Regions from separate parts of the Mus musculus genome. Here all the other regions are linked to region 3. A link is a contact called in public HiChIP or PLAC-seq, Micro-C and promoter capture Hi-C data. All regions are on one chromosome and are shown on one strand. Each heading gives the region's core, a stretch centred on a gene start, on an enhancer-like site or on the middle of the called end of the contact. The rest is flanking DNA. Distances are from core to core; before and after follow the strand shown. Region 1 holds the start of Blmh (bleomycin hydrolase). Region 2 holds the start of Glod4 (glyoxalase domain containing 4). Region 3 holds the start of Abr (active BCR-related gene). Region 4 holds the start of Cpd (carboxypeptidase D). Region 5 holds the start of Tmigd1 (transmembrane and immunoglobulin domain containing 1).

Region 1 (2,805 bases), core at 122-2,621, 370 kb before region 3:
TACTGACAGGAACTATGAGAATAGCAACTCCAGCTGCAACCACAGAGCATATTTAAAAATAGCCGGTTACAATCTGTTGTAATCACTTTATGTTTTTTTCTATTTTATACATTTGGACTTTAGGGCAATTCTGGGACATCTCCTATGGTATGGATATTTTTCCATTAATTATTAATTATTTGGCACAGGCCAAATCTGTTAGTACATAGCTCATCTTTTGCTTTAGGTTTATCTGTCTGCAACTTGATAAGCTGTTTCTCTCTTCTGCTACTTCTAGATGAACTGTTAAGATTAAAACTGCACGAGAACAAACCGCACACATCCAACATCACATAATATCAAAACATGATGATATGCATTCAAAGACCACCATCTGTCACGTTAGGAAACAAACTAAATGCTAATAGGCCACAGAACACTGAAGCCACCACACAGGTGATGTTCTTGGGCCTGCCCTTTTCTAGTGCCTATTCTCTGGCTTACTACAAGTTCTGTCAATGCTACAAAGCTCTGTTATCCCAGGGCCATTTTTAGGACAACAAAATGTGCTGCTGTCAATAAAGTAGGCAAGAAGTCGTAGACCTCACCAGAGCTCTTCTGGTTGGTGACTGGCTTGCCTTCCTGAGGCACAACGTGTTGAAACACATGCTGAGCACCCTGGACCGTGGCCCTCCTCAGACATATGTCCAGCAGATCGTGGGTGGTCCCGACATTCTGGGCAAGTACGAACTGAGGGTCAGAATTTAGTTTCTGGATCAAAGCAGATACCTTCTCCGAATTTAGTCCTGTGGGAAGATCAAACGCCATTATAATTATATCCCCTCCCAAAGAGGCTGACGGGGACAGCTTTAGGATAGGGTCACCGTAGATCCTAGATTTAACTTCGCAAGAGCATCCTGCAGAGTGCTGTACCAGAAAGCCCTCTCCCGGCATCCTCCCCGCGTGATGTCGTCTCTCTCCTGGTGCTCTCCCACCCTCCCGGAGGGCTACATCCCGGCCCTCGCCTAGGTCCGTCCCCCCCTCCCCACCCACCCCCATCCCATCCCACGGCCTTTCACGCCGCCGGGCCTCACGGGTCCGCCGAGCCCGGGAGAGGACCCGGGAAAACACTCGTGGTACCAGCGGTGCCTCACCTGCGTTGTTCATGGCGCCCAAACTGCTTCGTGGAGGAAACGTTAGTTTTCAGGGTTTTCAGGTGAGCTCTGGGGTTACACTACAGTCCGCTGCCTAGCTGGCCGGACCTGGTTCTCGCACCCTAAGCGCCGGAAGAAGGAAACCCGCTCAATGGTGGCCGAGAGAAACGGGGTCCGCGGAGGGACAAAACTCCCCCCTCGCGTTGCTGAGTCAGCGCCATCGGGGCTAGCCCCGCCCGGGGGAGGGCCGACAGGGGCGGCCTTTCAGACTCTGGGGCCCGCACCTCGGCCCGGGAGCGGCAGGGCGAAGCCACCCACGATTGCAGCCCCCACTGCCAGCATTGCTCACTCTTCGCCTCGGCTGCGCCCTCCGCCATCTGTGATCCCTCTTCCTGGCTTCAAGGGCGCCCTCCCGGGATCCCAAGCTCCTAGAGGAAGGAGGCTGAGGGTTCCGTGCTGATGAACCCAGATCCCTCACTGTCTAGCATTGGGGAAACTGACGCTTAGAACTCCTTTGAGAAGCCAGAGGAGGTTTTGTGAAGTGAAAAGGAAGTAAGGGACCCAAAATTAGCCATGGGACGGCAGATCTCAAGAAATCCACCCAAAGGCTTTTCCTGTAGGCACTTAGCTGACCAATCTGTTCATCTTTTTCAATTGCAACTTGTTGCTTAGAGTCTAGTGAGAACAAAGTTCTTGTATTTGAAAGGATTTTGGAACCAATCTCTTTCCCACCCACCCATAAGCTACTACCACGGTTCTACAAATACACATCTGCTCATTTCATCTACACATTCTGGGCTTCGCAAGGCTCATGAGTGGTTCCTATTGAGCCCAGCTTGGGCTAAGGAGAATGATTACGTCAATTTTATGCTTTTTTTTTTTTTTTTTTTTTTGCTAATATCTACAAAACCTGTAAATCACACACACACACACACACACACACACACACACACAGAGTCTTCGAGATAATTAATCAGTTTTTCAAGACGGGGCGGGAGAGTCCACTGCATAATAAAATAAGTACAAATGCACACTGTAGCCTTACTATTCAGATTTTCCATGGAGCCTAAAACCTAAGTCTTAAATTGAAAATCACCCATGGTTCAGAGGAATTCTGATGTCTGGAAAGTGCCACATGCAGACAGCCATCTGTCACTTGAGAATTCAGTCTCTGTGTCCCTGAGAGACTTAGCTAAAGACCTGCAATTCGACATAGCAACCATCTCCAAGGGAGCCCATCAACTACCCTATCCTGTGGGGCTTTTTTTTTTATTTTTTCCATTTTCTGAAGAAAAAAGAAACAAGCTACAACTCATGCTGAAAGAAATCATGGGCCCTTTCACCAAATAAATAAATAAATAAACAAACAAATAAATAAACAATAAAAATGATGTTCAAACTTCCTGCCCAATTGGACTCAGCCCAAAGAATAAAATTGTATTCAACATTTGTGGTGTAACAGGTCCTCAGCAAGTTTCTGCTGATATAAAAAAAATTAAAAACTTTAATCTTGTCATCAAGAGACTCATGATGTGGGACTGGGAGATAGCCCAGCAGATAAAAGCACTTGCTGATGATCTTCCAGGGGACCCAAGTTCGGGTCCCAACACTCAAGTCAGAAAACTGTAAGTCCAGTTCCAATGGGTCCAGCCAACACTTCCTTCTGGCTACC
Region 2 (2,700 bases), core at 55-2,554, 330 kb after region 3:
CAAACTCAGAAATCTGCCTGCCTCTGCCTTCCAAATTCTGGAATTTTAAAGGCTTGCATTACTCCTGGCTCATAAAATGTTTTTAACATTCCATAAAACAAACAAACAAACAACAACTGGGCTTTTTTTTTTTTTTTCATGCCTCCTCAGCAGGAAGGAGGTGCAAACAGGAATGTCAGGGGTCGAAGCTATCCATAGCTACATACAGAATGTGAAGCCTGCCTGAACTACAATTGTCAAAAACAAGCAAAAGCCCCACAATTAAGTATGAATGAGAAATTGGTTCAGTTGCCAGTAAAATACCATCAAAACATAGAGGCCTGAGAAGTCCTATTTCTTTTTAGACGTTAGTCAATAAAAATTTAAACTTGATTTAAATAAAATTCGTTACCTTAAGACAAGTATGAACAAGAAAGTCTAGGATACTACACTTGTATGAAATAGAAATCCCAGATATTGGCACACTGTATATCACTGACCCATTATTCCTTGTGGCGTTACTAGGTCTGACCAATCCTTGATGTCCTCAAATTTCACCTTAATGAGGCTGACGTCTTTCAGCTTGTCTACCGGCAACTCCTTGACGTACTCCAGACGGCTAAAAAAGAACGCTTTGGGCACAGCTCCAGCCTTGAGAGCATCTGCAATCAGCCTGCGACCTTCCAGTAGGATCTTCCCTTGCTTTTCCCGAAAAGGCCTGGACTTAACTATTGTCATCACACTGCTGTGGGTGCAAACAGAGAGGGGATGATTATCAACGCTCTTGGCATGGAGGGATACATGAAGTTCTAACAGACACGCACAAGCCTCAAAAGACGACATTTATTTTGCACCGTCGAAACAGTAAGAGCCAGAAGCTTCACAGTGAAGCAAGAAAAGAAACGGGAGCAGATGACAAGTCTCAAAAACATATCACCTTAGCCTCCTGTCCCCGGGAAAGGCCTTATCGTAGCGAAGCCCTGCCTCTTCCCAGGTGTGAGGGGTCTGGGATGGGGATGTCTCAAGAGGCTGTTTCTGTCGCTGTCCCTGGGAACTGGCCTTAGGGACCGCCTTGCGAGGCTGCTGGTCAGGAGCGCGCTTCCGTTCCTCCACCTGTCCCGAGGGAGACAACACTCTCACCGGGCTACGCCGCAGCGCCCGGACCCAGCGCCGAGCGTTGAGGTCCCGAGTCTGGACCACCCGCAGCAATGATCCCAGGGAGCACCACATGCCCTTCGCCGGCGCTGCCATCTTTCCCCTGGCGCGCGCTACCTCACCCGAGCGCGCGGTCGAGTGTTAGTGACGTCACCCGACGATCCTTCCCGGTTTGGTGGGCGGGGTGTCCCTCTGCCTGGAACTCGGTTTTCGTGTTGGGAGCCATGGCCACTCGTCGAGCTCTGCACTTCGTTTTCAAAGTGAAGAACCGCTTCCAGACAGTGCATTTCTTTCGAGATGTCCTGGGGATGCAGGTGCAGACCGGGACCGAGCGGGGCTAGCGCGAGACCCCGATGGGCGGCCGGGCCGCACCAGGGGAGGGAAGACGCCGTGGGCGCGCGGCCACCCCAGCCGCCAGGCCCTAGACTCCGCGTTGCCACGCCGGTGTTTTCAGCTTTTGCGAGCCCCCCTCTTTCGGGTTGGGAAGCCTTTGAAAGGGGACTCACCTACCAGCTGTGTTGTCTACGCACGTTCACCTACAGCCCTTCTCAAATATTTTTTACACTCCTGGCTTGGGGAGCCTGCTGTCTATAGTGAAGGAGCGTTGATAGGCAAAACGTTATTTTAAAAAGCCCCTTCCAGTTCACGACAGAGCGGTCTCCTGGTTTGAAAGGTTTGGGTGTGATCAGCAAATTTCGGCTTCCATCAGAGCTGCGGATTTGAAATTTAGGCTCTGGGAGGGGGACCCATGGCTTTGCGCATGCTAAACAAGCACTCCGCCATCGGATTCCGCGAACAAGCCCTGTCCGAGCAAGTTTGAACGGTCTCTTTCGTAGGTGCTCATGATCTGTGGCTCTGTTCTAAACAGCCCAGATGTAAGTATGAGGTCAGAATCAAGTCGCCTTCCTAGTACCTGGAAACAGTCTGAGAAGCTGTGATTCTAAGGGGGTCACTTAGCTGAAAGTGTAGCGGAAAGGTTTATTGAGCTCTTTGGTAAGCCAGGGAGGTAGGAGCACACCAGTGCAGAATTTATTTATTTATTTTTAACAGACTTGTAGCAGTCCAAGTCTAGCTGGGTGTAGAGATGGTACAGGAGGTAAGGACTGTAAAGGAAGTTGCACAAATCAGTCAACACAGGTTAGTCATAAAAATATCTGCTGTGTAGGGGCTGGAGACATGGCTCAACTTTTAAGAATGATTGCTCTTCTTCCAGAGGGTGTAAGATGGGTTCCAGGTGTTGGATGGCTCACAACCATCTGTAACTACAACTCCCAGGGAATCTGACCTGTGGCAGGCAGGCAGATAGACACACACACACACACACACACACACTCCTGGTGTTTGAAGGTACCATGGTAAGGTTAGGTATAGACTAAATGACTCTGGCATTTGTTCCCAATTAGAGCACATGATGTAGGAAATATTAGATTTATACCTACCAGTCAGAGTTTAGTGATACTACATGTCATTATTCTATTTCTTCATTGATCAAAAGATTGTTGTTAAGATTAAACATGTTACCTTTTAGGTGGTAACTGACTCACAGGTAGTTTGTGTTCTGTAAAG
Region 3 (2,700 bases), core at 78-2,577:
GAGCAGGAAGGGCCAGCAAGTCACAGAACCAGAAGCTTGAGTTAGAACTAAAGGGGTACAGGAGGACCTGTATCTGCTGCCCACCTGTGGGGGCTCCCCCACACAAGAGCATCTACCCTTGAACCTCCCAGAGGCTCTATCCTGTGTATCAATGGGCTCTAGCTTTTCTTGATCATCTATAGAGGCCAGTGTCCAGACAGCTGGGAAGTTTACAAGGCTGGGTACAAATTTCCTTATAGGTGAGGGTCTGCTTCTACCCCTCAAAACTGTCTGTGCTTGTTTGGGATAAGGAGAAGTCCCTGTGGGTACTAACAACACTGCCCTCCATACAGGGAATGGGGAGCTTAACTCTTTGAAAAGCTCTGTATGGCTGGAGCCCCAAAAGGGCTTAAGCTGTCTGAAGATGGGGTGGGATGGGAAGTGTCCCATTATTAGAAATGCCACTATACTAGTATATGAGAGGTCTAACCCAGGTCTTCCTTGGCGGGCTTCATTGCCTCCTTCCCTGGGAATTCAGGAAACAGGTTGCAGCCATGGGTCCCATGTCACTCCCAACCCCCAAACCTTCAGTGCTGTTGAGGTCACTGTTTGGAATTTTGTTTCTTAAGACTGGTCTCTGAGGCATCTGACCCCCATCTTCCTTCAATGTGATTGTACACAGAGGCTAGGGATTGTCAGACGGCTCCTGGAGGAATTGGAGAGAGTCCAGTTAGGGCTTCTGTACCCCAGTTTGACTCTTTGCCTTAAAGGCGCACATGTGAGAAATAGGTCCTTCCTCTAATGCCAGGGGATGACACTAACCCCAGTGGTCCCGCCTTACTTCAGTCGCCCACCCTTGGTGTGTGTCGGGAACTGATGCACTGTAAGATCAAGGATAGATGGGGTGATTTAAGGTTTGGTAGGAAAACAATTCCTGGGTGGCCCAGCTTTCCAGCGGGGCGCAGGATGTTAACCCAGTCCAAGCTGTGCTGCCCAAGCTTGTCTAGGGGTGGGGCCTGGCAACTGCACCAGTCCCGAAATCGTGCTTAGAGATCCTGGGGTGGCAGGTGATGTCACCCCTGCGGGTCCATAGGTTTCTTTAGTCTGCGGGTTGCCAGAATTTATGCTCAGCCCAACCAGGGGAGGAGGGGAGCCTCTGGCCCTGCGCCGCCTCCCGGAGACCCCGCGGGAGCTCTGTGCGCCGGCTGGAGGCCATCGGTGGGGCTGCGGGCTGCTCTCACACCCCACCGGCCCGCTGCGGCTGGGGGTGGGCGCGCTGAGCCTTGCGCGGATTGGCTACCGCCTCCGCCCCCCGCCCCGGGCGCCGCGCAGCCCCGGGGAAGTTGCTAGTTGGCGCGCGGGCTGCGGGGCCGCGGCTCCCAGATCCGCAGCGGGTTCGCCTAGGCTGCCACAGCCCTGCACTAAGCTCCCCTGTCCTCACCTTGGCAGCTGCGGCTTGCTCCTCCCTACTACCTGTTTCCCTGGCTCTCCCGCCTCCATCCTGAGCTCCGCAACTTCGACCTCCGAGTCTGGCCTCCCCTCCCGGCATCCCGCCTGCCGGCGCCCTTCCTCCTTTGTTGTGCGATGAGGGTCCGGTTTCCCATCTGACCAAGGAACCTCTGCCGCGCGGAGCCGCGGGCATGGAGCCGCTTAGCCACCGGGGCCTGCCGCGCCTCTCTTGGATCGACACCCTCTACAGCAGTACGTGTGCCCATGGGTCCCTGGGTGGGGGACAGGGGGTGTAAGAGGGACACCCAGCACCCTCCGAGGAGCCCTGTTGCCCTCCGGGTCCCAGGTGCACCCAGGCACCGGCAAGTGTTAGCGGCCATGGTCCGCCAGGTGTGCAGCCAGCCAGTAGGAGGAGCGGTATGGAGTCCTCAGAGCAGATTTTAGGGGGGAGGGGGCTAGATAGACCGGGGCTGGGGGGGATTGTGTCACCCCTCCCACCTGTTGTGTAACCCAGCACTCTAGCGCTCCGCGAGTGGGAAGCGTCCTTTTTAGAGCTCTACCTTGGCCTTTAGAATTGGCAGCTTTTCTCCTCACATTGAAGCGGGAAGGCCATTTTGGGAAAAGTCTTTGGCTCTCTCTAGTTTACTACCTCAGGGACATTCCGGTGTGTGATTCGGGTTGATGATGGGATCAGGTTGGAAGAGAGACTGTAAGGTACGGATCTCTGTGGGGGCCATTTGGATGAAAGAGCCAACCTCCTAGCTCAGCAGTCTTTCTTGCCAGCCTCGTCACCACCCCCATTCTCATCACTACCACCACCCCCAAGAAAAGCAAATGAAGAGGGGGGAAAAAAACCGCCGGTACTCCACCCCCTCGCTCCCAAATCAGCCATGATCATGTGATTGCTCTTGTACTGCCTGGGGGATGTGTAGTTGATCACTGGGACTTACTTACTGAGATGGGAACCATTCCCACCCCACCCCCCATGCCTTAGGTGGCACTGCCCATGTCGCCCTCCCCTCCCCCTCTTTAACTCATTGGCATTCTGTGGTGTCGGGAGATGGTCCTGGTGGCCTCCAAGAATGACAGTAGATGTGCTTTTACCTATGGAAATGCTGGGAACCCTCCCACTCTCTTTTAGCACACCCTAACCCTGAGGCAGGCGCATCTAGGGGTGACTCTGAACATTAGATGCATGAAACAAGGACATTTTGAAGGGTCAGCCTGGCTTGAGTTCCTTCTTAACAGTCACATTCCGGGGATGAGAGGAGA
Region 4 (2,700 bases), core at 177-2,676, 280 kb before region 3:
CTAGAACACCTAGGCTCTGCTCGTAAACTTTCCAACCTCCCGTGCATGCTCCTCCTTCTATCCAGAATTCTTCACTCCCATCTTGGCTTCTTCCCTAGCTTCTTGGTTGCCTTCTCCTCAGACTGAATGAGGTTTTCCTCAGGAATGTCCCCACAGATGTATTGCATTGTTCATCCCTGCATTGGATCTCTAACTATGCAAGCAATGCCTTGCTTCCCAGCTTCTAGCTTTGACAGACACCAATTACTCAATAAATACTCAGTAATCAGTGAATTCCACGGGCTCTATGAAGATTCAATTAGAGTTCAGAAACTCGAACCATCCAGCACCGAAAGAAGGGAATGATAATGGTTATCACAATTATGTCATTAGATGGGTTAGAATTTCACGCTTGATAAAAGGATTGCCAAACTTCAAATTTCTTCAAGCTAACGTGATTAAACTTTACTTGGAAGGTTAGGTTTTTCTGGACTTACCCAAATACCTTGGGGGAAGTACACTTGCCAAGCAGGTATTTCTAGACATGGCAAATCTATCTCTTAAAGACAGCATTCCAAAACTATAGCTATGGCTGTATAGAGGTGATCTAGATGCTCCTACTCAAAAGAAGTGTGAGAGGAGGGTAAGGTCACTAAAAAACGATATCTCCTCAGTGAGAGCAGAGACCAGCACACAAAGAAGATAGTTACAATCCAACACTTTTGAATGGCCAATTAAGACCACATTAAGACAGAGGGCGCCTACTATGGAAGTTTCCACTTAATAAAGGAGATACCTAGTCACGCGACAAATCAAAAATAGAATTGATTGCTTTATGAGGTGTCTCATTCTCTTCAACTGCATGTAGGCAGATGGGCTCAAGCCCAGGCAGAACCGATCAAGGGGGATGGGGGGGGGGCGGGGAGGAAGGTGCAAAGGAGATGGGACTAAGGAGGTCTTTGATTCTCCAAGGAGATTAAGATTCTTTCTAACTTCCTGATTTTCTCAAGAGTCCTTTAATCTTTGGAACCTTTCGATTCTTTTGATTACTGACTCTAAAGCATTAAAGCGTAGCTAAGAAATGCTGCAACGAAGAAGGGGGCTAGTAAAAGCTCTCAGAGAATTTCAGAGGAGAAGCCATAAAGAAGAGACTGAGCAAAAAACAAAACAAAACAAAACAAAACAAAACAAAACGAGAGAAGTAGAAGAGGAAATAGGGAGGCGGGAAGACAGAGGGTAGAACCTTAGTGGAGGAAAGGAAAGCGACTAAAGTCCCTAAGGACTGGAGTGGAGACACGCCCAGAGGGAAAATCGTCCGCTTTAAGGAAAGCCCCGCCCCCTAGAGTGACACCCAAGCATTCAAGGCTACGATTGGCTAAGGCTGGAAGGCGGGATGGGGTTGCTAGGCGCGGAGGGGATCCGGCGGGCTGCCGCCTCCCGGAGTGTGGAGCCGCTGGAGCGGAGCGGTATTAGCGGCGTTGCTGGAAGATGGCGAGCGGCCGGGATGAGCGGCCGCCCTGGCGGCTGGGACGCCTGCGTCTGCTGCCGCCGCCACCGCTGCTGCTGCTGCTGCTGCTACTGAGGAGCTCGGCCCAGGCGGCGCACATCAAGAAGGCTGAGGCGACCACGACAACCGTTGGCGGCTCCGAGGCGGCCGAGGGCCAGTTTGACCACTACTACCACGAAGCGGCGCTGGGCGAGGCGCTGGAAGCGGCGGCGGCCGCGGGGCCACCCGGCCTGGCGCGTCTCTTCAGCATCGGCAGCTCGGTGGAGGGCCGGCCGCTGTGGGTGCTGCGCCTCACAGCGGGCCTGGGGCCGCCGCCCACCGCCGCCGCGGGGCTGGACGCCGCGGGGCCGCTGCTGCCCGGCCGGCCGCAGGTGAAGCTGGTGGGTAACATGCACGGCGACGAGACGGTGTCACGCCAGGTGTTGGTCTACCTGGCCCGCGAGCTGGCGTCGGGCTACCGCCGCGGGGACCCGCGCCTGGTCCGCCTGCTCAACACCACCGACGTGTATTTGCTGCCCAGCCTGAACCCGGATGGCTTCGAACGTGCCCGCGAGGGTGACTGCGGCCTCGGCGACAGCGGCCCGCCTGGGACCAGCGGCCGTGACAACAGCCGAGGCCGCGACCTCAACCGCAGCTTCCCTGACCAGTTCAGCACCGGCGAGCCACCTTCCCTGGATGAGGTGCCGGAGGTGCGCGCCCTCATCGACTGGATCCGCAGGAACAAGTAAGCGTTGCCTGACTGCTTTCGGTCCCACGTGAGCCTTCGAGGCCAGGAGGCTTATTTTGACAGCCAGCAGGCGCCCAAACAGTGCTTGCCAGCCTAAGGGGTCGGGGGCAGTCGGTGTGGAGAGTGACACCCAGTAACTGGAACGGAGGCCAGGTTGCAGTACCTCTTCCTCTTGCTAACTGTAAAGAAGCCTGCTTGTGGCTGTCATTTGTGCAGGGCAAGCCGGGGGGCTTTTTCCCCCCTCCCATTCTATCCCTATTTTTGAAAGACCATCGTATATGAGCAACGGGTACGGATTTTAAGGATTCCTAAGTTAGCACCTTCATTATGTATGTAGCTAAGCTTGTCACTAGAAGCACTGTGGCAAGCACTTTCTGCGACTGCATTATGTCACTCGATGTTGACCACAACCGGGCGACCTAGACACCACTCATATCCTCTAGACACCACTGGTACTCTTGTTTTGCATACGGGGAAATTGAAGGGC
Region 5 (2,700 bases), core at 197-2,696, 330 kb before region 3:
GTATTGAATAACTTCTAGACACAATAATAAACTTCATAGATATTTATTCAATCACAACTAAGCCTGACAATCATATTTCTGTTTTCTTTCAGACAGAGTCTTTCTCCAGAGCCCTATCGAGCTACACAGGAATTTACGACACTCCTGGCTCCTAAGCACCAGGATTAGTAATGTGCACTACCATGCTCCATAACAATTAACCTCTTGACCCAAGAATGCAATTTTCCCAGAACATTTGCACAAAACCAGCAAATGTTAGGGTCAGGATTCCAACCCGAGACTGCCAAGGCCACACTCACAACTGTCCTTCTGACTAAAGTAATATTCATTCCCTTCAAAAGATGCTCTGAGCCTCTTCTAGTCCCTGGTCCTTCCGTTTGCACTAATAACTTGGTATTTTGTCCTTTATCATGAATATTAGCTGTATCATGAATATAAGCAGGAAATATACATCTGACTAATTCGAGGCACCTCTACTCCTCCCTTGCTCTAGGCTTGTCTTGACAGGACCAAGGGTGCTTCCTACCAGGGAGGCCTCTACCAATATTTTAATAAGATGCGATTACTAGTAGCCAGAGCATTTTGTAATTGAAATTTTCTTGTCCAAAATATTGCTATGACTCTATTATAAGAGCGAGGACCTCAGGACCAGTGAGATGGCTCAGAGGTAAAAGTGCTTGTTAGTGTAAGCCTGATAACCTGAGTTTGACCCCCAGATGCCATGTAAGAGAGAACAAACTCTTAAAGTTGTCCTCTGACCTCCACGTGTGTGCTGTGGCATGTGTAACCCCAATATCCCCCCCACCCCCCACGCACACACTGTGAAAAAGTGATGGTTTCAGAACCCGATCATGCATGGAATTTTCTTAGTAGATGGGAGAGAGAGCACTGCTGCAGCATGTAGGAGGTTCTGGGTTCAATCCCCAGCAACACAAGGATACATGGAGGTTTAGAAAGGAGAGCCCTCCAAGAATGATAAAACCGTAACTTTTCTCAAGTATAGTCTAATATAGGGCCTGAATAAAAACTCAAGAGTGCCTGGGCTGTGGTGGTGCACACCTTCAATCCCAGCACTCCGGAGGCAGGAGCAGGTGGATCTTTGTGAATTCCAGGCCAGCCTGGTCTACAGAGTGAGTTCCAGGCCAGTCAGGAACTTCAGAACTACACAGAGAAACCCTGTTTCAAAAAAACCAAACTAAAGAAAACAAAACAACAACAACAACAACAACAAAATCAACCAAACAAACCATTAAAACAAACAAACAAAACAAAACAAAAAACTGGAGAGTTTGAGGCTGTACACTACCCTGAGAAGGGGAAGAACCAATGGTCTCTTGCTTTCTAAGACGCCAAAGTTTCCAAATAAAGTCCCTTGTCTAGCCACTTACCTGCTGAGCTCCCAGCAGCTGACTTCCTCACCTAGCTCTTCCTCTGCCCAGGAGCCCTGAATTATGTCCCCGACATGATCCTTTATAATACTTGAATTTGAACACTTTATGACAGTAGGGTCAAGTAACTGAGATAAATTGGGTTCAAAGTCTGTTTCCCTTTCTGGATTCTTAGAGAAGACAGTAATTGTGAAGCACATCTTCACAAGGTCTAAGCCTTTCTGTACCCAGGTTACTAGGAGGGGCCGGATATTACTAACACGGGTGTATTGTTCCAGGGAAGCCTGAACTTGTGCAAAAATCCAGAGCACATCTCACCCAACACTGCCTGACAGCTGTGACAGGACAAGTCCGGGGAGAGGCTTGACTTTCACAATCAGTGACAACTGAAGATTTTGCATAACTTAATTATTGAAAGATTTTTACCACCAGTCACCCGAGCCCAGTGCTGAAGCTATGCCAAGCAACAAGAGGAAGTTTTAGCTCCTTGAGGCTCTGACTTCATTGGGAAACCAGAACAGGACACTTCAACTAAAATTATTTTATTGGTAAAAATACTTAAGTTACTCAACGGGTAAAGCCCACACAAAACCCTAATGAGGCAGCTGAAATCCCAGCACTCCTACAGTGAGATGGGAGGCTGAGATGGGGATGGAGAAATTAGAATCCCCAGAAGGCCACTTGCCATACTAGATATATGTCAATCAGAGTAGAAGATGAAGACCAACACAAAATGTTGTCTTCTGACTTCCACATGGGCATGGGTGTGCCCATGTGTGTGCACACACACTCTTGCATGCACGCACCACCTAACATACTTTATGTTAGTGTTACTAATGAACATTTTATGTGTCAAGAACTATTGTTTCCATTCATCAAAAAATATGACATTTATGATCGTCTAGACTTTACCTCCATATTTTTTTGTTGCTGGAGATCAAACCCAGAGTTTTATATATGCTAAGCAAGCACTGTACCACTGAGGTACATCCCGAGCTTTCTCCATTTTTGTTTGGTGGGTTTATTTTTTTAAAGGAAGGTCTCCTATAGCTTAAACTGGCTTTGAACTCGCTGTGTAGCCAAGGCTAGTTATTACTCCTGATCCTCCTGCCTTCACTCCCAAGTGTTAGGATTACAGGTGTGTGCCATCATACTTGGCACTGTCCATAGCTTTGAGCACATTGGGTAACCACACCAGAGATCTATTTCTTTCTGTTTATGTGACTTTGAAAGTTATCTAACCCCTAGGAGCCTTTGGTTCTTCAGGAACACAATAGCAATAATAACAGTGCCCTCCCCACAGAGTCACTGT

The links. A called contact is a pair of places that touch in the nucleus more often than the background predicts. HiChIP or PLAC-seq counts read pairs in DNA pulled down with a chosen protein or histone mark. Capture Hi-C pulls out chosen DNA fragments and counts their contacts.
Region 1: an H3K4me3 HiChIP or PLAC-seq map of the 230-238 cell line shows a contact between it and region 3, with 11 read pairs. The contact joins the promoter of Blmh here to the promoter of Abr in region 3.
Region 2: a contact with region 3 is called in an H3K27ac HiChIP or PLAC-seq map of embryonic stem cells, with 6 read pairs. The contact joins the promoter of Glod4 here to the promoter of Abr in region 3. A contact is called at or near these places in 3 of 115 datasets of contacts at active chromatin or transcription factors (effector CD8 T cells and embryonic stem cells) and 1 of 9 other capture datasets (embryonic stem cells).
Region 4: a contact with region 3 is called in a Micro-C map of embryonic stem cells, with 1.5 times the contacts expected there. The contact joins the promoter of Cpd here to the promoter of Abr in region 3. A contact is called at or near these places in 1 of 484 Hi-C or Micro-C datasets (embryonic stem cells) and 6 of 115 datasets of contacts at active chromatin or transcription factors (CD8 T cells, embryonic stem cells, memory CD8 T cells and 2 more).
Region 5: a promoter capture Hi-C map of adipose tissue shows a contact between it and region 3. The contact joins the promoter of Tmigd1 here to the promoter of Abr in region 3. A contact is called at or near these places in 3 of 39 promoter capture datasets (liver, pre-B cells and stem cell-derived epiblast-like cells), 1 of 115 datasets of contacts at active chromatin or transcription factors (pancreatic cancer cells) and 1 of 9 other capture datasets (adipose tissue).

Annotation. Positions count from the first base shown.
Region 1 is chr11:76,944,222-76,947,026 of GRCm38.p6, reverse strand. It overlaps Blmh (bleomycin hydrolase), which reads right to left and starts at 1,371. Exons shown (of 12, transcript NM_178645.4): 1 at 1,134-1,371; 2 at 588-785. The coding sequence starts at 1,146.
Region 2 is chr11:76,242,303-76,245,002 of GRCm38.p6, reverse strand. It overlaps Glod4 (glyoxalase domain containing 4), which reads left to right and starts at 1,304. Exons shown (of 9, transcript NM_026029.3): 1 at 1,304-1,448. The coding sequence starts at 1,359. Mrm3 (mitochondrial rRNA methyltransferase 3) reads right to left here and starts at 1,267. Exons shown (of 4, transcript NM_183263.5): 1 at 917-1,267; 2 at 480-724. The coding sequence starts at 1,230.
Region 3 is chr11:76,570,011-76,572,710 of GRCm38.p6, reverse strand. Abr (active BCR-related gene) reads left to right here and starts at 1,327. Exons shown (of 23, transcript NM_198895.2): 1 at 1,327-1,680. The coding sequence starts at 1,620.
Region 4 is chr11:76,845,734-76,848,433 of GRCm38.p6, reverse strand. It overlaps Cpd (carboxypeptidase D), which reads left to right and starts at 1,426. Exons shown (of 21, transcript NM_007754.2): 1 at 1,426-2,210. The coding sequence starts at 1,468.
Region 5 is chr11:76,900,905-76,903,604 of GRCm38.p6, reverse strand. It overlaps Tmigd1 (transmembrane and immunoglobulin domain containing 1), which reads right to left and starts at 1,446. Exons shown (of 7, transcript NM_025655.3): 1 at 1,389-1,446.